Regions from separate parts of the Hordeum vulgare genome. Here region 2 is linked to region 1. A link is a contact called in public Hi-C data. All regions are on one chromosome and are shown on one strand. Each heading gives the region's core, a stretch centred on a gene start, on an enhancer-like site or on the middle of the called end of the contact. The rest is flanking DNA. Distances are from core to core; before and after follow the strand shown.

What was found. A called contact is a pair of places that touch in the nucleus more often than the background predicts.
Region 2: a contact with region 1 is called in a Hi-C map of leaf, with 2.2 times the contacts expected there. The contact joins the promoter of LOC123440632 here to the enhancer-like site in region 1. A contact is called at or near these places in 2 of 6 Hi-C or Micro-C datasets (leaf and seedling) and 1 of 1 datasets of contacts at active chromatin or transcription factors (embryo).

Annotation. Positions count from the first base shown.
Region 1 is chr3H:564,611,384-564,614,036 of MorexV3_pseudomolecules_assembly, forward strand. LOC123445129 (inactive protein kinase SELMODRAFT_444075-like) reads left to right here. Exons shown (of 9, transcript XM_045122069.1): 8 at 1-57; 9 at 152-812. The coding sequence ends at 379. Among protein-coding and RNA genes, the nearest start is that of LOC123445129, 5.1 kb to the left of the region's middle. Within about 2 kb of position 1,343, at least 3 of the 3 cell types and tissues checked have open chromatin away from gene starts, as enhancers often do. A contact at or near this core is called in leaf and seedling, where this site is marked.
Region 2 is chr3H:564,668,854-564,671,506 of MorexV3_pseudomolecules_assembly, forward strand. It overlaps LOC123440632 (S-norcoclaurine synthase 1-like), which reads right to left and starts at 1,332. Exons shown (of 2, transcript XM_045117196.1): 1 at 516-1,332; 2 at 1-405. The coding sequence starts at 1,063.

The DNA of each region.
Region 1 (2,653 bases), core at 93-2,592:
TCGGGTCGCAAGGTGCTTGAGGAACGTGAAGGACAGTGCACACACATATTGCAATGGGTATTCTTTTTAGTAAACTCTTCTATTTTTCATTTGCCAACGCCTTACAGTATACTTACAGTATTCAATTCCTTGGACCTCTATAAATTTTCAGGCGGAGCCTTTGGTCGAGAGTCTTGCACTGCACGATCTAATCGATGAGCGCATTGCAGATACGTATGACACGTATGGGCTGTATCATCTAGCCAGAGCAGCGTATCTCTGTGTCAGGACAAACCCGGAACAGCGGCCTTCTATGGGGGAGGTAGTTCGTCTTATCGAGACAGAGAATGAGCACATCAGGGATTTGTCCCGACAATTCATCCCACATTTTACAAAGTAGAAGAAAAATTGAGATCCTACGGAGGAGTAGCTAGCTCTGTGGACACTACATTGAAGGCAGAGCTCACCCGGATGAGATATCCGATGTTCGCTCTAGACAAGAGTCGAACACTAGTCAGCAAGGATGTGCCACCGCGACCTTACCACTCACATTTTACAAAGTGAAGAAACAGTCCCGAGGAAATTCCTGAATACCGATTTCATCACTGAAGTTCCTATGTTGCGCGCAGAAGGATATATCTGGCTCTCACCGGTGAAATGGCAACACATGTTACTGTCTGCTCCCCTGTTTTCTCCTTTCTCCCCCCCTTCTGTTTTGTTCTTCCATGCATAAAATGGTGTGTACGTAGGGAATTACTAGTTCCCTTCTTTTTTATCGTGCTTATCTTTGTAAATGAAATGCCGTTCTACTTCTACTCGGGTTGATTTTCTGAGTTTGTGCTCCCTGTCCCTCATCTTTGCCAGCTACTGTTCTTCTTTGGGTTTGTGGCTGTCGAATAGTCTGATCTGCAGGAAAGGATGCAGGACGAGACGTCGCGCCGCGACCTTTTTTCCGTTGAAGCGCTTTCTCGGCCTGGGTCACGGAAAGAAGAAGAAGAAGAAGAAAAATCTGTTGCAGCATCTCAACGAATTGAAGCTACCATGTGCAGCTTAGGCGCCTGTTTTCGTTTACTTTCTCCATCAGCTTTGCCCTTTCGGGCGAAAGCGATGGGTGCTACTCAGAAAATGATGTGGACAGACTAGCAGAAAATTCTTCCCGATATGATGAGCTGCTGGATGGACGCCACTGCACGCTGCTTAGATCCGAGTTTCTGCCGGAATTGTGCTGCCTGATGGGGGCACGGATCAAATTCTGGTGATGAATTAGCAATGAACGAATAAATCGTGCTCAAAAGCAGTGAACAGACAATGCGGGTTGCTATCCGCCGTCCCTTTCCGGGCCCTGCAAGTTGGCGACCATCATTAGGCGGCCGAACTGCTCCCATGATTTGGGTTGGAACGAATGAGATGCCATGGCGATTGACTGGATGGCGGATGCAATTGGACAACATCAATACTTCCTGATGAGTAGAGTTAATTAAGAGTAGGATTTTGAGGTATTGTAAACCTGGAGTGGACTTGATGACAAATGGTGTACAAGTATATAGCTGATTGCTCTCCCTGGCCCTGTTTGGATACTCTAACTCGGTTAGAGGTTAGAGTTAGATTCTAACCCTGGATTAACCCTAAACTAACTCTAACCCTGGATTAACCCTAAACTAACTCTAACCAAAGAGGTGTTTGGATGGAAGGGTTAGATTGTCAATAAATGAACCTTTTTCAATCATTTGGCTCCTTTATCAAGGATTTGGTGTGGTGGAGGTAGAGAGAAAAGTAACTTTTTTTTGGGCCCAACCCAACTCTAACCCAAATAAGCACCTCTTGGATGGGTTAGTTTTTTTGATGGGTTAGATGCATCTAACCAACTCTAACCCTCCATGTTTGGATGTTTTGAAGTTAGATTGGTCCAATCTAACCAACTCTAACTCTAACCCATGGATCCAAACAGAGCCCCTGACAATGTCAAACTATAATCTACGGTTGTACACTCTATCTTTTCACCTAACTAGTAAGATGCCCGTGCTATGCTACGAAATCACATAAAATGAAATGGAATAAAAAAAAGTATAAATCAAATGTAGTACTGCATCTTTTTGTCAAGATATGGTTAGGCTTTAGACACATAAAAGAATAACAGAGTTATATGCATCTGGGCAACTATTTTCAAATGCATCATGCATCGAAGTTACATTTATCATTGGCCCAGAAAACACACCAATTTGATTTCTCATGTGAAGTTGTGTTGGCATTACACCACCATAAGATTTCACGTTGTAGGTGAAACTCAGCTTCAGTTACATCAACAATTATAAAAGCACCGAACAGATTTTTAACGACACGTACACCCAAATCTAGTCTAGTGCCCTTGACCTTGATATACATATCGACCGTAAACTGCTGAAATAGACGCTTGCCATGTAATATTGAGTTGAATATCGCAGGGCGTGTTTGTAACCTATAACAATAGTACTATCTAATACAGACGCAGAATCGAGCACTCATTTCTACATAAAAGCGAAGAGGAAAAGTTAGGCTATCACAAGTATGGATCTAAGGGAAAACACAAAATTATAGCAAAAGACTAACCAGATTCGTCATCTTCATTTTCATTAGACTGTAATGCCGCATGCAAGGATACACCAACGTTTGGGATCTTTGGATGCCAACCAAGTTC
Region 2 (2,653 bases), core at 82-2,581, 57 kb after region 1:
GCGATGGACATCCGCTCCTCGCGCGCGTTGACCACCGCCCTGTGCTCCACGCTCCTGTACCTCCCGTTGGTCGACACCTCGACCACGTCGCCGACGTTGACGACGAGGGCGCCGGGGAGCGGCGCGACCGGGACCCAGCCGCCTTTCCTCCTGATCTGCAGCCCGGGGACCTGGCTCACCTGCAGCAGCAGCGTCAGCCCGACGGCGTCCGAGTGCGGCGACAGGCCCAGCACGCTGTCCACGTGCGCCTCCGGGCATGGCGGGTAGTAGTTCATCCTCACTGCCTGCGCCGCGGCGAGCCTCGTCATGCTCGCGTGGTCCTTCACGCCCAGGTTCTCCGCCATGGCTCCCAGCAGCTCGCCCGCCACCCTTTGCACCTCCGTACAGTACTTCTCCAAGCAATTCCTGCCACAGCAAACAAATCAAATCAACCGGGAGCTCGTGCTAATCACGAGACGGTGGCTACCTTTCATGGCTACGTGCGGAAGCTTGACGATGACATGATACTGGCTTACTTGAACGTGGAAGGTTTGGACGGCCAGAGGCGGAGGTCGCGGTAGCTGGGCGGCTGCGTGAGGAGGAAGAACATGTCCGCCCAGTCGAGCGTCTGCTCCTCCGAGACGACGAACGCCTGGCCGTACCCCTCGATCTCGCCGGGCTCCTGCGCGAGGGCCGCCTTCTCCGCCAGCGGGAGCGCGAAGAAGCCCATGACGCTCCTCTTCATCTCCTCCAGGGTCTCCTCGGGTATCCCGTGGTTCACCACCTGGAAGAACCCCCAGTCCTCGCAGGCCGACCGCAGCCTGGCGGCCTCCTCGTCCCGCCCGCCGGCGAGGCCGTCCTCGTCCGGACCGAGGAGCCGGCGAAGGTCGACGACGGGGACGTGCTCCTGTTCTTCGCCGGCAGGGGCGTCGGGGCGCAGGTCGACCGTGTTGGGCTGAGCCCGCACGTAGCGGCGGAGTAGAGTCGGCGTGACCGCGAGCTCATCGGGGCGGCCGGCGAGGTCCTGCACGTTGGGCACGGGCAGCGAGCCGCCGAGGTTCCGTGGCTTGGGGTCGTCCATCATCTTCAGGTGGATAGATTCTTGTGCTTGCTCGCTGCTCACCTCGTCACTGATTTATCTTGCAGTTGCAGGTGAAATTAAGGCGGCCGGCCGGCCGGCAAGTTTGGTCTTGTCCGGAGTACTGTGCTCGTGGCGCTCGCCACGTTGAAGAAGGAGACGAGATCCACCAACAAAACTGCTACCTACGTAGATTGCCGTAGTTTAATTGAGCTGTTGTGCAAATGCATGCCAACACAAAAGTCTGAGATACCGACGCGGCAGCTACTGCCGCTTTGTTTGCTTGTAAAGAGGAGAAGGAAATCACACCACGGCCGCCCGCGTGCTACAAGCTTTGCGCCGTCTAGAAGGAACTGGTGCAGTGCCGCTCTCGGCCGTCATATTCCTCGTGCCAGCTCCTATCGTATGCTGCTCAATGCTCCCTTCATCCAAAAATACTTATCAAAAAAATTTATAAATATATTTAAGAATAAAATACATATATTTAGATGTATTCATTCCTTCTTCGGACGGCGGAATGACCTAGTAACAACAACTAAATGTAAGAAAAGAGAGAGAAAACTGATCTTTTCATAATGAACATTATTTTTTATTTACTTATTCGAACACAATACTAAAAGCATCTTCAGCATGCGCGCTTTGACCGGCGTCCAAAAAACTTATATACAGCGTCCGGTTAACTTTTTTTATGACGCCGACCAACGCGGCTACAGCGCTCGCAACATATTTAGCGCGCGTGCGGTGCTTCAACAACCGCTGCAAATTTAGCGCGTGTGCGGTGCTCTAACACCCAAAACTTGTCCAACATGCATATAGTTCATGGTTGTCGTATAGATAAAAACATATAGATAATATAGTACATATAGATAAAACTATTTCAACACATAGATATTAAAACTAGTATATATAGATATAAAACTAATTCGAGTCGTCACTGTAGGTGTTGTCGAAGGTAGATAGAAACGCGTCCTCCCAATGTTCATCGTCGGAGGTGAAGATGGGCGGCAAACCGCTTTGGACGGCCCCGCACTGCGATATGGCGAGTAATTTGTGCCGACGCCTGTCCTGCCGCTCCGCGAGACGCCTTTCCGTCCTCTCCGCCCAGGCATTCTCGTTGGCGACGTCCTTCGGGTGGCGCCAGCGCCATTCCGTCATGGCTCACTCGTCCTCCTCGACGACGAAGAGCCGGCGCTGCTGCCGACGGTGCTCGTGACGGTCTTGCTCCGTGATCAGACGAGGGGGAGGGGCGAGGTTCTGCGCCTGCTCGCGCGTGTAGACGTCGTGGAAGTTCATCTGTGCGCGAGGCCGCCCTAGTCGCCACGCGGCCGCGTCGTACGCGCGGGCGGCCTCGTGCGCTATCTCGAACGTGTCGAGGCCGAGGCGGACGTCACCGGACCGGACCTCGGCGTAGTAGGTGCCGGAGGGGCGCTCGCGGACATCGCTGGACCGGATCTCGGCGTAGTAGGTGCCGGAGGGGCGCTCGCGGACGCCGCGGTAGCCCGAGGATGAACGGCGGCGTGGCAGCATGGTGGCAGAGGGAGCGGCGAGGGAGCGGCAGAGGAAGAGTCGAGAAAGCGGTGAGGGAGAGGCGCGTGG